Linked DNA regions of Mus musculus: all the other regions are linked to region 1. The links are chromatin contacts, called in public promoter capture Hi-C maps. All regions are on one chromosome and are shown on one strand. Each heading gives the region's core, a stretch centred on a gene start, on an enhancer-like site or on the middle of the called end of the contact. The rest is flanking DNA. Distances are from core to core; before and after follow the strand shown. Region 1 holds the start of Nmt1 (N-myristoyltransferase 1). Region 2 holds the start of Ttc25 (tetratricopeptide repeat domain 25). Region 3 holds the start of Nkiras2 (NFKB inhibitor interacting Ras-like protein 2). Region 4 holds the start of 1700052K11Rik (RIKEN cDNA 1700052K11 gene). Region 5 holds the start of Mettl2 (methyltransferase like 2).

The links. Promoter capture Hi-C pulls out the DNA fragments that hold promoters and counts their contacts.
Region 2: a contact with region 1 is called in a promoter capture Hi-C map of neutrophils, with 6 times the contacts expected there. The contact joins the promoter of Ttc25 here to the promoter of Nmt1 in region 1. A contact is called at or near these places in 3 of 39 promoter capture datasets (the C10 cell line, neutrophils and pre-B cells).
Region 3: a contact with region 1 is called in a promoter capture Hi-C map of liver, with 7 times the contacts expected there. The contact joins the promoter of Nkiras2 here to the promoter of Nmt1 in region 1. A contact is called at or near these places in 2 of 39 promoter capture datasets (hematopoietic stem and progenitor cells and liver).
Region 4: a contact with region 1 is called in a promoter capture Hi-C map of pre-B cells, with 5 times the contacts expected there. The contact joins the promoter of 1700052K11Rik here to the promoter of Nmt1 in region 1. A contact is called at or near these places in 2 of 39 promoter capture datasets (liver and pre-B cells).
Region 5: a contact with region 1 is called in a promoter capture Hi-C map of liver, with 4 times the contacts expected there. The contact joins the promoter of Mettl2 here to the promoter of Nmt1 in region 1. A contact is called at or near these places in 2 of 39 promoter capture datasets (liver and pre-B cells), 1 of 484 Hi-C or Micro-C datasets (pre-B cells) and 1 of 9 other capture datasets (adipose tissue).

Annotation. Positions count from the first base shown.
Region 1 is chr11:103,026,590-103,030,256 of GRCm38.p6, forward strand. Nmt1 (N-myristoyltransferase 1) reads left to right here and starts at 1,954. Exons shown (of 12, transcript NM_008707.4): 1 at 1,954-2,113. The coding sequence starts at 1,983. It also overlaps a transcript of Dcakd not described here.
Region 2 is chr11:100,543,545-100,547,211 of GRCm38.p6, forward strand. Ttc25 (tetratricopeptide repeat domain 25) reads left to right here and starts at 2,064. Exons shown (of 12, transcript NM_028918.3): 1 at 2,064-2,364. The coding sequence starts at 2,257.
Region 3 is chr11:100,620,899-100,624,565 of GRCm38.p6, forward strand. It overlaps Nkiras2 (NFKB inhibitor interacting Ras-like protein 2), which reads left to right and starts at 2,057. Exons shown (of 4, transcript NM_028024.2): 1 at 2,057-2,110; 2 at 3,294-3,401. The coding sequence starts at 3,308.
Region 4 is chr11:105,179,355-105,183,021 of GRCm38.p6, forward strand. It overlaps 1700052K11Rik (RIKEN cDNA 1700052K11 gene), which reads right to left and starts at 2,079. Exons shown (of 1, transcript NR_027956.1): 1 at 1-2,079. It overlaps Tlk2 (tousled-like kinase 2 (Arabidopsis)), which reads left to right and starts at 2,173. Exons shown (of 22, transcript NM_001112705.2): 1 at 2,173-2,697.
Region 5 is chr11:105,124,698-105,128,364 of GRCm38.p6, forward strand. Mettl2 (methyltransferase like 2) reads left to right here and starts at 1,728. Exons shown (of 9, transcript NM_172567.3): 1 at 1,728-1,909; 2 at 2,079-2,170. The coding sequence starts at 1,800.

The DNA.
Region 1 (3,667 bases), core at 704-3,203:
ACGGTGTACTTACACATAATAAATAAATCTTTAAAAAAAGAAAAAAGAAAAAAAAAGGAAAAAGAAAAGTTAACCTCCAGATGGTGAGACGGCTCAGTGGGTCAAAGTGCAAGCATGTACACATGTACACACATGCACACAGGAATACATGTAATATGCTGGAGGTAGTAGTGCATAGTGAACTCAGGGCCTTATGCATGCTAGGCATGTCCTCTACCAGGAAGCCCTAATGCGAATATGGTCAGCTGAGCCCAAGTGGGCAGCTTTGACTGCTTTCTGAAATCAAACAGAAATGACCAAGGAGTGTTTGCATCTTTGGAGTCTTACTTCTCTGGGCCTGCCGCTCAAGTAAGATGAGTTGGCTATATTTAGCTCTGCAGTTTCTTTTTTGTTGTTGTTGCTCTTGTTGTTTTCTGTGAGTCAGAAAAGGAATTGCTTCTTCCCTTGTTCAGTTTTACCAAGGCAAAGGTCATTTCCCTTTTCGGCCTTGCAGCTCTCTGATGGTAAGACCCAGTCTTTCACCACCCAGCATACTCAGCACAAATAGGAAGGCTCTAAGCCCTTGTCTTTGGGCAATCTTCTCAGGATTATGATTAGACTAGCTAGTTACAGGACAAAGCCCAGAGGGACAGAAGCATTTAGGCAATTCTAAGATAGATGCTGCATTTACCTGGCTATAACTGATTCGTCCTTGGAAGTTGCCTGGATCCAACAGTGTGACTGGTGTGACGGTGAAGCCTTACAGAGGGCACAGAGTAGGTAGATACAGATTTATAGACAGATTTTGCCGCCTACAAACAATGTACCAACTTTTCTGGAACAGTCTTTTCATCTGTGAAAAAGGAATAATAATGGCATAACACATTCTAAGCTTGTTAAAATTATAGGAATTCAGGTACAAAAAGTCTTACGCCAGAGCCTGGCGTGTAAGTGCTCATTAAAGTCTTGTGTTGGGAGTAGGGGAGCTCGTGAGGCCTCAACCCCAGACTAAGAACTACAGGCAATTAAGGAAGGCTAAAAATGGGGGAGGAAATAGTTCTTCCCAGGCACACCAGCCCTGAAATCATTTGCATACAACATTATGCTTACTGAACGGGCTATATTTATATATTTAGGAAAACACACACACACCCATATGTAACAACAACTAAAGAAAAAGAGGCCATGAATTTGAGAGCAAGGTGGGGTGTATATGGGAGGGGTTAGAGGAAGGAAAGGGGAAGTGGGGAAATGGTGTAATTATCATAATCTTAAAAAAAAAGACTTGTTATGGAAGGCTCTAGAGGAGAATCAAAGGGAAATGTGAAGAAGAGCGCAGTGCAAAATTAGAAGCCAAGAAATGGTAAGCCTCCCCTGCAAGCAATCAAGTCTTTGGCTCGGGGGCAGTGTTCCACACACCTCAATGCACTGCCTCTCGGTTTTAGATTTCCAAAGACCCAGGTCTCCCTAAAGGCTGGAGTAGGGAAGGCAGCCGAGAGCAAACCTATAGGAAAGTCCTCTGTAAGGGCATTTGAGCTCCTGGAGAATCGCAGCCATGAACCTCAGTGTCTTTCACTTACCCAGGAATGGTAACGGTCCTTAACGTTAGCCGATAACGGCTCATCTGTGGCCTGTTGATTACCAAGGGCGGCCTGAAAACCTTGGACTTTGCAAGCCCTTTACTTGCGAAACTCTAATTCAACATGGAACTGCAACTCCCAGCGTGCCCCGCGACCACCCTATAAGGCGTACAGCGCCCTTCGTCTCAGAGGGCGGCCGAACCTAGGGGCTTCCGGAATTGCTGCCCGCTCCTCCCAAGGCAGCGTCCCTTCATGATTTCTGGGTTTTGTAGTCCACATCGGTACAGTTTTTTGAAAACAAGCCACCCTTAGTGGCAGATTTCTTCACACAAACTACAAAACCCAGAATACAGCGCGTACTTCCTCTGTCCAATAGGAGCCCTCCATGTAGCGGGGCGCGGAGTCCGGCTCTCGCAACCCAAGATGGCGGATGAGAGTGAGACAGCAGTGAAGCTGCCGGCACCTTCGTTGCCACTGATGATGGAAGGGAATGGAAACGGCCATGAGCACTGCAGCGATTGCGAGAACGAGGAGGACAACAGCCACAACAGGAGGTAACGAGATCATCGTAGCCCAATTCCTGTCCGGTCTCCCACAAGCTGGGTATCTGGGGTGCGGGGAAGTCACCGGGAGCTTAGTCTAACCCCACCCCCATGTTCTTATTGGCTAAGCCATTGAGATCCTACCTAGCGATTGGTTTTTGTCTTTGTCACTTACCAGGATGGGTGCTCAGATATTAAGGGTCGGAGACATGCAATACTTTTATTATATAAAAGTTCTGTTTAGTGTACCACTCCCTTGCTTTAGGCACGATGGGGGAAAAGAACATTTTGAACGGTAGATTTCAGTAGTACAATGCAGAGCAATCTAGAAGCTGCGGTTCAGAAGGAACGTTACTTATAAAGGTGTATGAGAAACGTGACTAGCCATAAACTAATAATAAAACATTTCGTTGTAGTTCACGCTCAATGAGGAAATTCACTAGGCTATACAAGCCATGCATATAATTATGTTGTAAAATATAACTGCCAGACAAGTCCGAAATATAAACTCACTATGATCCTATGTTATTAGTGATGTGATGTTTTGATTTATTCAGTGTCTGTTGCCTCAAATAATCGGTGAAGAGTCAATTTCATTGTACCTTCACTTTGTTAATTTAGTGAAGGGCCTCAAAGCTTCAATAAACTGATGTTGCTTCTTGGAGAACATGTGGTATTTGTGGGGTACTACTGCACGTCTTGTACTTTAGGGTCTCCCTGGGGTTTTTTGTTCGTTATGTTTTGCCTTTTTAGACAGGTTCTACTGTGTAGCTATGGCTGGCCTGGGGCATACAATGTAGAACAGATTGACTCCAAACTTGGGGTGATGTTCTTGTCTCTCGGGTATGGGGATTAGTACTGTTACAGGTCACTGTGTAGGTCAGGGTCTTACTATAAGTAATTTCAGTCTTTTGTTAGTAGAGAAGAAGAAATGGGCCAGATATTTGAGAATTTGTATTTGTCTTTGTTTTTCCAATCAGTACATCAGTAAGCCAGTCACGAAAAATGATGTATTTAAGTTCATATTATTTTCCTGCTGCTCTAACGCCCCCACCCAATATGTATGTATGTATGTATGTATGTATACATATGTATATTTTTGTGTAGAGACTTGTGGGTGTGTGATTGAGTGGTTGTTTGTTGTTGTTGTTGTTTTTTGTTTTTGTTTTGTTTTGTTTTGTTTTTTGAGACAGGGTTTCTCTGTGTAGCCCTGGCTGTCTTGTAGACCAGGCTGGCTTCGAACTCAGAGATCCACCTGACTCTGCCTCCCAAGTGCTGAGATTAAAGGCGTGTGCCACCACTGCCTGGTGGTAGTTTGGTTTTTATAGCCAGATTTTGTTATAGCCAACTTGCCATTAGCTGTAGCCGGCAGCTCTTAGCTTCCCCCTAGCCCCAGTTAAAGTTGAGATGAAGATAGAAGTTTGTAACCTTTGGCTACACTCTATTTATTCCTCTGTCTTAAAGATGGCTGAGCAAAGGATTAAATGATCAGTAATCTGACTGTGGTGAGTTTTAGGCTTAAAAAAAAAAATCCAGCCTCTTGTTCTCTCACCAGCATGGGGGGGA
Region 2 (3,667 bases), core at 814-3,313, 2.5 Mb before region 1:
ATCTGCCTGCCTCTGCCTCCCAAGTGCTGGGATTAAAGGCGTGCACCACCACGCCCGGCTAACCTTGTGTATTCTTGTTTGCTTGGTTTGTTTTCCTTTTGATATAAAGCCTTGCTAAGTGGTCCTGGCTATCCTTGAGCTCCAGGCTACCCTCTTTCTCTGTCCTGGGACTGTCTGTGTACACCACCATAACCATACCTGGCTTAGGTATTCCTTTGTCATTTCCCCCAATGGTAATCTTGAAAAACTTTTAAAAACTACAACAGGGCTGGAGAGATGGCTCAGCAGATAAGAGCACTGACTGCTCTTCCGAAGGTCCTGAGTTCAAATCCCAGCAACCACATGGTGGCTCACAACCATCTGTAATGAGATCTGATGCCCTCTTCTGGTGTGTCTGAAGACAGCTATAGTGTACTTAAAATACATAAAATAAATAAATCTTAAAAAATAACTACAATAGTCGGGCATTGGTGGCATTTGTCTTTAATCCCAGCACTTGGGAGACAGAGGCAGGCAGATTTCTGAGTTGGAGATCAGCCTGGTCTACAGAGTGAGTTCCAGGACAGCCAGGGCTACACAGAGAAACCCTGTCTCGAAAAACAAAACAAAACAAAACAAAAGAACAACAACATCAACAACCAACAAGGGTATTGGCACTAATGAAAGTCTCTGACTTTACCACATTTTCCCAAGTAATCAGTTATGGTGGCTTGAGACAGAGACTCCCCTGTTACTTGGGCTGGCCTTCACCTCACTATGTAACTGAGGCTGCCTTGAACTTGTGGCAATCCTGCTTCAGTCTCTCAAGTGCTAGAATTACAGATGTTGTGCTCATTTGTGTTTATACATTTGCCAGTAAGGACATCTTTTTTAGAGACTGAAAACGGTTTGCTTTGCTCCTACTGTGTGCTGGATTCTGTTCCTAATACATGCCCATTAAGCTGGATCCTGTTTCTGTTTTTGTGTTTGAAACTCGCTGTGTAGCCAGGGCTGGCCTGGAACTTGTTATGGAGACCAGAAAGCCTGTATCTCACAACCAACCTCCTACCTCTGTCTCTGGAGTAAGAAAATTAAAGACCCAGGCCACCAAGCCTGGCTCAGCTGAATTCTGGAAAGACAGTTTAAGACAAGATTCTGGGCTGGAGAGATGGCTCAGGGATTAAGAGCACTGGTGCTCTTGCAGAAGACCCAGGTTTAACTCCTAGCACCCAAGTGGTGGCTCAAAATCATGTATAACTCCAAGACTGTTTTAAAAAACCAATATAGTTGAGGCAGTTAACTGAGCTAGCTATCTAAGATATTATGGGTACTTAGAGGTACTGCTGTGTCTGTGTGGTGTGTGTGTGTGTGTGTGTGTGTGTGAACATGTGTGTGCTTGTGCACATGTGAATGTAGATGCCAGGGGACACTTCAGGAATGCATGTCTTTCTGTCTCTCCAGGGCTGGCTAATACAAGATGGTGCCATCACACTGGGCTGTACCAGGGTTGGGGGAACTGAAACAGAGAGCTGCATGCTTAGCATGCGCTTTACCAACTGAGTTATCCCCACAGCCATTACTCCTGAATGGCTGCAGAATTATGTCAGGCTAGACCTTAGTTTAGACTTGCTATTAGCAAGTGTTCCATAACTATGTGACATTGAAAGCTAAACCCATCACACTTTCCATTGCATTCTCATGCAAATCCTCACGTCCCTGAGGGCTCTATTATTTTCCTGTTCATTTGGCAGGTAGAACGCGTACTTTTCAGTTCCCTAATGTGCTTGGTCAAGGATCACGCAGCTAAGAAGTGACAAGAGAGAAGGCTGCCCAAGCCCTCTGACTCCGGTTCCAAAATTCTCTCTCCTTCCTAATGGGACCTGGAGTGCTTAAGCCTTAATCCTACTTGGAATTTTGCCTCCAATTCTCATTTTCTTGGCTTGCTTTGTCTGCGAGGCTTTCCACGTGGCAACTGGAGGGGAGAAGCAACCTACAAGCAAACAGCGATCACTCTGGAGCGCCAGCGTCCTGCAGCCGCCGGCCACGCGCTCAGCACTTGTCTGACCGGTGTGCGCAGCGTGGCGACACAGGCGCATGAGCACGCTGGGCGGGCTCACCCGGAGGCCTAACACCGCCAGGGGAGGGGAGGGGAGGGACCGGAAGTTAGACTATCTCTCTAGGTTGCTAAGAGACCGGGCTGTCCCAAAACAAGCCGGCGATTCTCCAGCCTCTTTTCCTTTCTGAATCTGCTTCAGAATTTCCAAAAGTAGGGTGACCATGTCGGACGGTGATATCTTAAGAAGCACTTTTCCCTCTTACATGGCAGAGGGGGAGAGGCTTTATCTGTGCGGGGAGTTCACTAAGGCCATTCAAAGCTTTACCAACGTGAGTTGCGCTTTGATCCTATTACTGTGTTGCCTTCCTCTTTTCCCCTCCTCCCTTTCCCTCTCTTCCTCCTCCCCTTCTTCTTTCCCTTCCCCTTCCTTCTCCTCTCCCCTCTTCTTTTTTTCTCTTCTTTCCTCTCTCAACCTCCTCCCCGCCTCCGCTCCTCTTTTGAGATAGACACTTGTTCTGTAGACCAGGGTGGTCTCGAACTACCCCTACTTCCTGAGAGATGACTTCCAATGTGCACCCTCATTCCCAACTTATGATTTGAAAGGAAGGTGCCCTCCTTATGTCCTCTGGAGGCCAACTCCCTATCTTGCAGTTGGCCTCTGGAATGATGGAACCCCAGCTTGCTACCTGGACCCACCACCATTGTGTTGTTGATGAAAGATTTGTGTGTATGTATACCACATGCATGCCTGGTACTTTTGGAAGCCAGAAGAGGGAACTGGATCCCTTGGAACTGGAGTTACAGGCAGTTATGTAGCACCAAATGGGTGCTGGGATCCAGATCTGGGTCCTCTACAGGAATAGTAAGTGCTGTTAACCAATAAATCAACACGATACCACCCCCCACCACACACACACACACACTTCACCACTTAAAGAAAAATATTTGTATGTGATGGGTGTTTTGCCAGCATGCATGGACCACATGCATACTTCCCTCTTAGAGTGTGGAAATGGACTGAGGGGTGTGAGCTGCCATGTAGGTGCTGGGACTTGAACCTGGGTCCTCTGGAAGAGCAGGCAGTCAGTCAGTTAGTGTTCTTAGCTGCTAAAAAATCTCCAGTCCCACCCAATTACCATTTTTTTTTCATCACCAGCAGCCCTGAGGTCCATTTTGTGGATATCATACTCCTGGTTCCCATGATATGCCACTGTCACACATAAACCCTGACTTTTGCCATTTTCTCTTATAGTTTCTCACTAATGCCTGCCAGTTGGAGACATAATGTGACCAATCATTAAATGTTTCATGATTACCTTTCTCTTGATAAATTCAGTCTCCCATCCTTAGCCACAGATTGCCCAAGAAGCTAAATGTAGAAGTCTTTGGCACAGGCTTGCCTGTAAGAAAGTTGTCGGTGAAGTTAGGGCGTACTGTAGTAACCTTATTGAAAATTACACCATTGTACCCTACAGGGATTGGGAGTCGTTTTAGGATATTAGACTCACTGCTCTAAGCAGTGTGTGTCCGTCTAGGATGTCGGGGAGCGGAAGGGGTTACTATTGTTTTCTTTGTATATATGAGGAAGTGAATATAAAAGTTAGGTAACATGCCCAAGGTCACTGCACTGAA
Region 3 (3,667 bases), core at 807-3,306, 2.4 Mb before region 1:
TTTAATTTTTCACCCATTTTTCAACAACGGGGGGGGGGGAAACAATTTTTTTCTTCCTTCCTGAATTTCTTATGTTAGATTTCTTCTGTTCATCTGTTCAACATGAAACCTGGGGTAAATCACACAGACCCACTGCCCTTAGCTTGAAACCTTGTCATCAATGCTTTTTGTCCCCACACCACACATCCCCCAAGTCTTTTCATCCCAAACTCTTAAACAATAAACTTAGAGACTGCAAATAGTCTCCTAACTGATCCTCAGTTTCATCTTTGCCAAGCCTTGGCTCTTCCGAGAGAATGACCTTTCTTGCAAAAGTGGATGGAGTGTGTCATTTCCCTGTAATAAACTTACCAATGGCGTGCTATTGTGGTGTTTGGTCCCTGGCCTCCCACACATCTTCATTATTTGGCTAGTCTCTGCAATCAATACTGAGCCCCTAGGGATTCCTGGCTCCAAAACTGTCATGAACCTTGTTGTATTTCCTCTGTGTAATAGCTAGCCCTGCTTGTCAACCTGACCGAATCTGGAATGAACTACAATCCAGAAATGCAGGGCACACCTGTGATCCAGATCTTGAGGTTGGAACACAGGTTTCTAACCTGGATCTTGACATGGAGATCTTGAGGAATAGTGACCAGGAAAAGCTTAAACCCAGGTAAGGTAGTTACATGCATTTAATCCCAGGAGATGGAGGCAAGCAGATCTCAGTGTAAGGTCAGCCTGCAACAAAGCAAGTTCCAGATCCAGACCTGGTGGCACACACCTTTAATCTGGGACACACCTTCTGCTAGAGGCCTTCATAAGGACGTTGGAAGAAGAGCGATTCACTCTTCTTTGCTTGCTTGCACTTACTTGCCAGCACATCTGTTGGAACCTACTACTTCAGGATTCCAGCTTAGGCAGAAGACCAGCTGAAACAACGAGCCTCGTGGGACTGAGAGAACTACTAGATTCTTGAACTTCTCATTCACAGCTGCCCACTATTGGGTTAGTTAGAATACAGACTGTAAGTAATTACAGTAAATCACCTTAATTTATAGAGACATTCCATAAGTTGTGTGACTCTAGAGAACCCAGACTGATACAAGAAATGTCATGGTTCTTGTATTTCCTCTGCTTCAGAAATCTCTGTGCTATTCGGCCCTTCAAACATGAACACAGACACCCCCCTTTCCTCCCTCCTCTTTGGTACCTGTCACCTCTAAGTTAAATGCCCCTCTGCCATGCCCATAGCACCCCACTTCAATAACAGCATTCATCATGGTTGGTTTTAATTGTTACTTTGGCTGGCTAATTATTCTAGACAATGAATTTATGGTTCAATCATTCTAACTTGTAGCTTTTCCTTTGTATATGGCCCTACTTAAGGCACAAACAAGACAAAGTAGGTGCTGGGGTGTTTGGTTTCTTTGTCTGTTTGTTTTTGAGACAGGGTCTCTGTATAGACTATGTTGTCTTCAGAAAATCTCCCTACTTCACCCTCCCAAGTGCTGGGATTCAAATGTGAGCCTCCATTCTAAGTTCAAAAAAATTGCATGGTTAGTTGAGCGTGGTGGCATGTGCCTTTAATCTCAGCGCTCGGGAGGCAGAGGCAGGTGGATCTCTGTGAGTTCAAAGCCATCATGGTCTACAGAGTGATTTCAAGGCCAGCCAAAGCTACACAGAGGAACCCTGTCTTGAAAATCAAAAGAAAAAAATTGAGGCTCAAAGAGCATTTGCCTAGTATGTGCACGATCCTGGGTTCCATTCATAGCATAGCATAGCCAAGAAAAGAAAAAGAAAACTTGTCGCATAGATGATAGAACGAAACGTCACTGGTCACTGTCTTTTAGAGAGAGAACATTTTAGTGTCAGAGCCTGGAACATCGGCTTAATAACCAGACACAAGTTCTGGTGGGTATTTCCCCGCCGGCCTCTGGGGGCGCTGTGCGATCCGCGCTCACTTTACGCCGCCGGAAGTTGTCTTGAAGGCTGGCCGTTGCGGGGCGGGACCTCTGGGTCAGTCCTTCCACCCAGAGGAAGAGGGCCGTCTTTACGGTCGAGCTGCCCCTCCCATGGTCCGGCCCACTCCGGGGGGCACCTCAGCGGGAGTGCTGCGGGGACCCGGGAGGTATGGAGCTGGGAGGCAGGGCTCAGCGCGGCCTCTGTCTCGGATTCACTTTGGTTGTCCTGTGATTGCCTCTGAGATTCTGAGGGGTGCCCTTCAGGGGTACTCTGTGGCGGCGGCCTCTGGCAGCCTCTCGAGTGTCGCTTACTAAAAGGCTCACACCACGGGGTGGAGATGAGCGACAGGAAACTCTCCTGGAGAGGTTTCTGCTTGGGACCCCTTTGAGGCTTACCTCTGGATCTCTGCTTTCTGGGGGGAGGAGGAAGGGGCGATTACTGGCGCTCCCCGGGTGCCTGTGTCAGGAAGTTTCCCTTTAGAAGGACCTCTCTCTGCAGTCTCAAGAGAGTTTATAAATCTGAGCTTTCTCTGTGCCTGTCAGTTCAAGGGATGTAAAAGCCATCTTTCGGAAGCACTTTTCTCTTTATTCTGTTTCTTGTCAGATCTTTATTTTACCGGTGGATTCAACTGGGAATGGTTAAATGGAATTTATTGCCATCCAAATTAGTCATTCAAGAAAGCAAGTTATGCCGGGCAGTGGTGGTTGCACGCCTTTAATCCCAGTACTTAGGAGGCAGAGACAGTCAGATTTCTGAGTTCGAGGCCAGCCTGGTCTACAAAGTGAGTTCCAGGACAGCCAGGGCTATACAGAGAAACCCCGCCCCCCCCCCCCCGAAAGAAAGAAAGAAAGTTTTTCTCCATATTTGCACACTCTCCCTGAGGAAAAGATGTCAAGAAGAATCTAAAATCCCTGCTTCTTTCTTCACGGAAGTCATGGTTAAAAGGAGAAAACAGCCTGGTGTGCATATGCCTCAACTATTTCATCAGCTGGGAGCCAGCTTGGGGTACATGAGACCCTGTCTCAAAACAACCCCCTCCCCCCAAAATCAAACAAAAAGAACAGGAGTATTTGTGGAACTTCCTTCAGTATTTGGTGCCCTATCTTGTGCACAGGAACAAACCCGGCCAGCTGTTTTTGTCACCCCACTCTCTAAGCCCCTCCCTTTGTGGTGCCATTAACCCCACCCTGGCTGTGTGCCAAATCCTGGCCACTCATGGGATAAGGAGGTTAATTACAGCTCACTGCTCAGTAGTTCGGTAAACATCAGGGTGGTGCTAACTCCCTGATGCTCCCTGGCCTGCTGTTTGGATTCTGTCTTCCCTCACCACACGGCTTCTGTCCTTTTAGGTTGAAAGCTAAGCATGGGGAAGAGCTGCAAGGTGGTCGTGTGCGGCCAGGCATCTGTGGGCAAAACTTCAATCCTTGAGCAGCTTCTGTACGGGAACCATGTCGTGGGTGAGTGTTGCTGGGCCCGGGAGACTGGCAGAAGACCTTGAGTGAAGGATCTGGTCACATCCTGAATCCAAAAGCTAAAAAGGACACCAGCTGCTTTCACACCCTCCCAATTAGGGCTGGAGGCAGGGCTGACTGTCAGAGCCCTGGTCTAACATGTACTAGTCCTTGGGTTTGAACCCCACAATGGAGGGGGAAAATAAAACATTGTACCACCCAAGTTCTATGACATTGTACAAATCTAGAAGGAAGAAACCCAAAGCCAAGAT
Region 4 (3,667 bases), core at 829-3,328, 2.2 Mb after region 1:
CTTGGAATGTAGTTCAGTTGGTAGACTGCTTGCCTAGCTTATAATTAATCCTAGCTCTTGGAAAGCAGGAGCAGGAGGACCAGAAGTTTGACAGTATCTTCAGCCAGTGGGAGATCTAGGTTAGCCTCAGCTATACATTAGACCTTTTATCAAAACAAAAAGCTGAAAATGGGACCTGTGGTCTAGAAAGGGCACTGGGAATCCTCTAGCTCTAGCACAAGGTTGGTGAAACTTGAAACGATTAGATAATTGGCCCAGACAACTTGTTTGTGGACCAGCTGGAAGAACTCAGTTTCAACTGTCCATTTCTCTTTCTCTTCTGGTCTCCTCTCCTAATTTATGACACTCTAGTGTTATTTAAGGAGTTATTTTTAGGCTGTGTATAGTGGCTGCATGCCTGTAATCCCAGAACTCTGAAAGAGGTCGAAGGACCCACCACCTAAGGCCAGCCCATGCTGCATAGTCAGTTGCAGGCCATATTCTTTTCAGATTTATTTTTAATTATGTCTGTGTGTGCACATGAACGCACTGTCCATGGAAGCCTTACGGGTGTAGATGTTTTGGAGCAAACCCAAGAACAGTGCCAATCTTAACCACGGAGTCATCTCTCCAGGCCCCTTTCTTTTGGTCTTAAGATACCCAGGCTGGCAATCTTGTTTCATCTCAGTCTCCCAAGTTATGGGAATGTGGGTGTTATTTTCTTGATCTCACTATAATCAAAGAACTGTCTTTGTTTTCCCACTGTGCAGACTTGAGGAGCCACAGTGCACTCCTTTTGTTCATCATTTTCATGCTTGAGACTGACTGCATTCTGGGGGCTCCTCCTTGCCCCCTTTCCCTACCCTTTGCTCCTGACTTGCTCTTCCCCTCTTCCCTTCAAAACGTTCATCTTTCCAAGCAGCCTGGGATCTGGAAGATGACTCCCAATTTGAGTTTTTCTACTTGAGTTCTGAAGGATGGAGAATGTACAAAAAGGAATTATCATCCTTTGCCCATTTGGCAGGTCTCTGTCCAGTCAATATGTGGAAAAATTAATAATAACAGAATTCTACTTTGGAGTACTTGCCAACGCCTGGAAAAGTTCAAGCCGGCTGTGTAAAAGCTTGAATGTTTCTCTTGTGATTCCCTTGTAGTCCTTCAGACACGTTCAGACATCTGGTCAAGGAAGCATCAGAAGAAAACAAAAAGCTGAGTCGTTACTTTGAAGTCCGTGTCTTGGCTCGTGAAACTAGGTGAAGAAAGTGACTTTTTCCCCCTTTGGCGCTGGGGTCAGAGGTGGAACCCTTTCCCATGCAGGAAAGCCCTCCTGTCGCAGGCGCTCACCCTCTCAGCAGACACTCTGAAGAGCAGGCCCCCAGCACCCCAGGAGGGCCATCTTGTCACCGGAGGTTAAGATGGAACCTCCCCCTAGGTGCTTTGAGAGAGTTCCCCGGGGGGCGGGTAGCGACCTCCGCTCTGGAGGGGGGCATGCTGGTGAGGGCTCGGCTGTGATCCCAGGACACCTTTGTCCCTGGAGACGCCAGGCCAGTCAGGTACGTGGAAGGCGAGAGCCGCCGGCCGGCTTTCCGTGCCTGTGGCGTGGCGTGGCGTGGCGTGGGGTCTGGGGACGTGGACCATGGCTGCGGGGGATGGCCGGCTGGCGGACATCGGGTGGGCACCGCGAACTCAGTGACACCCCTTGCCCCGCTCCCGGGCTCTCTCCTCGGATCCATCGCTGGGCAGAGCAACCTCTTTCCTCACCCCAAAAAATGTGTGTAGATGAGAGGCAGGGCGAGCGCGGCAGTCCCGCCGGGTCGCCGCTCCGACGCTGCTCCGCGGCCTGAGGCGCAGCCCAACCGTCGGCCTCCGACTCTGTCTCCACAAAGGCGGGCTCCCGAGGCTCCGGCCCCGGCCGCTTACCCGGCGCCCCCGAGCCGACCAACCACCCCTCACGTCGCAGGCGGGGCCGCAAGCGCCGCCAGCCGCCCGCCCTCAGCAGCCCTGTCAGGCGCGGCCTGTTCCGCCGGTGCGGGGTCCCCTGGTTAACCCCTGCCCGCCAGCGCGGCCGCTGATTGGAGGAGGCGGAGCTCCGGGGGCAGCAGCGACCCTCCCCCCAACACCTTTCCCGTCCCCTCCCCCACGGCCGGCACTACCTCCCCCCCACCCCAGGAACACCCCCCCCCCGTGCCTCCCAGCCGTGCAAATCTCGCGAGGAAACACGCGGTTTCACTAGTGTGTTTACACCGATCACTACTAATCCGGACCGAACCGATCCGGATTAAGGGGCCGGAGGCGGGTCCTGGGCACTAGCGGTTCCGACCCCCCCCCCATCCCGCCCTCCGCGCCGCACCCGAGTGGCCCCCAGCCGAGCGGGCCCCCACTTCTCGGCCCGACCCAGACCCTTCTGCGCCTCCCTTGGCCTTTGTCCGGCGCCAGGAGGCCGGCCCCGCGCCCCCCGGCGGCCGCCCGGGCCCGGGCCCGCGTCAGCCGCCTGGCTCCGTACGCGAGCTCGGGGATCTGCGGCCTCCGTGGCCCCCCTCCCCCGCCCGCCCTGTCGTGGAGCCCGGCGCCGCCGGCGGCTGCCCGGGCGGGGGGTTGCGGCGCTCAGGAGAGGCCCCGGCTCCGCCCCGGGCCTGCCCAGGGGGAGAGCGGAGCGGTCAGCAGCCGGGTCGGGTCGGGGCCCCTCCCGAGAGGAGAGTGGAGCGGCAGCGGCGGCAGGTGAGAAGCTCAGCCCCTGGACGTGGAAGGGCGCCGGGGCCTGGGGTATTAACCGTCCCGGGGGCCCCACTCCAGGGCCCGAGGAGGCTGCGACCCGGGCCGGCGTCGTGCCGCAGCTCCTGGGCGCCGAGGCGGGAGGTGCTCCCCGAGGGCTGCGGGGTCGCCGAGGGGCCGGGCCGAAGATGGACCAGGCCCAGGCCTGGGAGTGTGGCGGTCGGCCTGCCGGGAGAGGCGACTCCGGGGAGCTGGAGGCCTCGGCAGCCTACGGGGCGCCCCCGAGAGCTGTCCCTCGCTCCGTCCGTGACAGGTGGGCCCGGAGTTGGGGAAAGTTTGGAGCCGGCGAGGGGCGCCGGGACCAGGCCCCATCGGTCCTGCTTCCCGGCTTGGGGCCATTGGGAGGATCCCGGTCCAAAGCCCCTCTGGAAAGAGATGGGGTGGGTATTTTCTGATCATGAGTTGACATTAAATGGGGTAACTGCTAGGGCCTCATTTTCTGGGCCAGGCCTGGGGATGGAGGGTTGGGAAATGTTTCCAGAGACCTTGGGATTGGGGAGAGACTGCATTGTAACCTCTGCCTTTCCGACCTCGATTATTAGGGCAGGACAAGTAGTGAGCAAGGCCACCTACCTACTTAGGGAAAACTCGGTTTTCTTCTCAGTCTTTTTTTTTTTTTTTTAAGATGCCTTTCTACCATTCTAACAGTTTCCTAATTCCTTACTTGTGTGTGTGAGTGAAACTTGAATTCGTCACCTTTTCATTCCCCTTTGCTCCAGGCATTCAGTCCAGGAAGGGAAATGAAAGTTAGGACGGGTGTAGGGGATGTTACTGGAAATTATGGAGCTGTTAGATTGCAGAGAAGGTTTGATTCCTTTTTCAGTGAACTTTAATACAAATTTCTGCCAATCACTCCAGGAGTGCCTCCAGTAACTCTGGAATACTAGAATGTTTGAAGGGTTCCTATGTTATGATG
Region 5 (3,667 bases), core at 478-2,977, 2.1 Mb after region 1:
AATGGACATAAAATAGAAATAAATAAATTTAAAAAAGAAAACCAAGCACACACACCATTTTCAGTAAATGATACAATACACTGAAGTAAATAGATACACTGAAATACACTGATGTAAATAGACACAAAAAAGAAAATGGTCTAAAAACAAAAGCTCAAGTTTAGAATAGTTAAACATTTGGAAATGCATGTTGTAATTCCAGCACTGGCAAAGTTAGACGTGACAGGAGGGTCCAGAGTTTGAAGCCAGATAAGGGTACACAGTGACACACTCATCCATTTTCAGAAGCCATGCATTTGAAAGAGTAAGGAGGGGAATATGGGAGGGTTGAGGAGGAGTGATGTAATGTCATAATCTCAAAAATAAAAACCTAGCCAGGTGTGGAGGCAGCACACATCTTTGATCCCAGTACCCAGAAGCCAGAGGCAGGCAGATCTCTGAAGTTGAAACCTTCCTGGTCTACAAAGAGAGTTATGAGATAGTCAGAGCTATATAGAGGAATTCTATATTTAAAAAGAAAATAATAATTAAAACACACACGGGGGGGGGGAAGAAGGGAGGGAGGAGAGGAGAGAGAAAGAGAAGCAGCCATATATTTCAAATGGCTCACTTATTAAAAATAATGTTGGAACTTCAAGTAAAAGGACAATGAGCTTTCTGCACACACAAAAATTATATAATGGGATTGTTGAATGTGAACACTAACAGCTTTTAAAGAGCATGATATTAAAAAAAAAAAATACATATAGCTGGATGTGATGGTGAATGCCTTTAATCCCGGTACTTGAGAGGCAGAGACAGGCACATCTCTGAGTTTGAGGCCAGTTTAATCTGCATAGAGAGCTGGAGGCCAGCCAGAATTACATAGTCCTTCAAAATGTATCAAAATAATAACAAAAACAACAACAATAATAACAACAACAACAATAACTCTGGCTGGTAAAATGGCACAGCAAGTAAGCTGCCTGCCACCAAGCCTAAAGAAATTATAGAGCCTGGAGAGCCCTATAATTAAGGGCACTGGCTACTCTTCTAGGAGACCCATATTTTGATCCCTGGTACCCATATGTTGGTTCACAAGCATCTGTAACTCCAGTTCGAGGAGATCTGGTGCCCTCTTCTGGCCTCCATGAGCATTGCATGCACGTGGTGCACAACCATGCGTACACATAAAGGGGAAATTTATTTAAATAGAAAATATAAGGCTAAAAATGTGCAATTATAAATTATATACCAGTGACCTACTATTAGTTTTAAAATATTTATACATATATGTATAGTATATAAGTGTACAATGTATACATTTAAATAAATTGAATACATATTACAAGCTCTATGCATGAACGAATTACAATTTTTATTGTGCCAATTAAGCCTGGCTTTTCAAGGAGGTGTGGTCGGTTATGTCATTTAACACGGAAGCTTCATGCTCTCAAAACCCACGCGCTGCCTCCCCGCGGACTGTGGTCTGGTGACCACGTCTCATCACAGTCGGCTAGTCAAAGCTTTTCCTGGGGGGAATCTTGGGACCTGCACGGAACCGTACTCGAGGGAATAGCCTCCTACTTCCTCCCCGTGCTGCACGCCCTTGTGCATCTCCAGGGAGAAATGACTCCTTTCGGACTCGCCTCCGCTGAGCTTCCCAATCACTTGGAACCCGCCCCGCCCCGCCCCGCCCCGCCCCGCCCCGCCCCGCCCCGCCCTCCATCTTCCCTCCCAGTGACGCTACTTCCGGAAGGGGCGTGGCCCACAGGAAGTCCTCGCCTTCGGGAAGAGAAGGCGTTTCCGTCTCCGGTGTCATGGCGGCCTCCTTCCCTGAAGGCGTGCCGGAGACCGAGGACGGGAAGAGACCGCAGTTCGGGCACCGGTTCCTGAGCGACCCGGCGCGCGTCTTCCATCACAATGCCTGGTAACTGCCCTGCATCTCGCCCGGCTCTTCGCCAGCCCGGAGCACTTGGAGAAAAGCCCTGCCCGCTGGCCCTCCTCCCGCGGCGGTAGCTGAAGCGTTCGCCTCCCGAGGACCGACGTTCCCGGGTCCGGGACCGGTGGGCCTGAAGCTGCCCGTTTGGTTTTCACAGGGACAACGTGAAGTGGTCCGAGGAGCAGGCCGCGGCGGCGGAGAGGAAAGTGCAGGAGAACAGCTCCCCGCTGGTGTGCCCGGAGAAGCAAGGTGCGCTCCGTTGTGCCCGCAGTGTGGGACGCGCCTCCTCCAGACGGCAAGAAAAATGGGGGCACCGGGATCGTTTTATCACTGACCTGATGGAGAACTCCGGCCCAGAACGGGTCGGGGAGGGGACGGGTTAGGAGGCAAAGGGGCTGTCTTCTAACAAAGTCTTGAAGCCATTGGGGTTGGACTTTGTTGTTGTTGTTGTTGAACTCTCTAGTTCTACGAGTGTCGCGTTGATGTGGCTGGCCTGTGGCAACCGTAAAGTCGTTCAGTCATCTTAGGGTAGCTTCTACAGTTTACCTTCTGCTGGGACGTTTCCATCAGAGCTAGATTGATGTGGTCGGATCCTAACGTACTGTGGGAGGAGAGGATTAGATCATAACATCTTTTCTTGAGGTGTTGGGTTTGGAGATGTGGGACTTCTACCAAAGAAAGATGCGTGCAGCAGAGTGGAGAGACGAGTCTGCTCAAAGCGAAAGAGGTCATTTCCGAAGACAAGAATAATTCCTTTATAAAATACTAGAACTGGTTGTCCCTGTTTCTAGGAGGCGTTTGAAAGTAAACCTGGAACTTTAAGGTAATAGGCATCAGGGGGTTGGAGAGATGGCTCATCGGTTATGATAATAAGCACTGATAGTTTCTCTATAGTACCGAGGTCACTGGCCAGGCACGTACCTCCTAAGATGTAGGGGTGTAATCTCTTGGGAGGCAGAGACAAGAGGTTGAGTGGGGTCAAGAGCATCCTTGCTACGTAGAGTTCCACTCCTGCCTGGGCTGCATGAGAGCTTGTCTCAAAAATAAGTATATGTATATATTCCAGTTGCAAAGTAGGCACCCTGCCTGCATTGTTAGGTAGATAAGACTAGATAAAGCTTCGTAGAGTTGAGAGGGATTTTGAAAATCATGTAGCCCAGTATCCTCTTTTCGCAGTTAAAGGACCAGTTAGCCAAGTGCAGTGGTGTATTCCTGTAGACTCAGCTCCGTGGGAGGCTGAGGCAGAAGGATCACTGAATTGGAGGCCATCCTGGGCAGCATAGGGTGATCTAGTCTCCAAAACGATTAAACTTGGACCACGGGGCCTTAAGTGCTTTGCCTAGAGGTAAGCAGTCAGTGGTGGATTCCAATTTCTCAGGTTTTTATTCTTTCATCAATTCTAGTCCAGGTCTCTTGTGTTGACAACGAGCAGAAAAAGAGCCCCTATCAGTCTCCTGATTAATCAAAACTCTTCTTGCTTCTGGAAGGCAGTTTCCCATTGTCTAGTTTTGTGTGTTTTCTGGTTATTTATTTTAGTATTCATTAGCAATCTTGACTTTGTGCCTGGCCCCTGCATTCTAAAGAAGCAGGAACATGCCTTCTGAAAAGCTTCGTGGATGACAGTCACTGAATGTATACAAACGTCCAAAGAACCTGGGACATTTAGCTTGTAAATTTAAAAAAAAAAAAAAAAAAAAAAAAAAACTTACAAGGGAAAATAATTACCACACACACCAAAGAACCTGT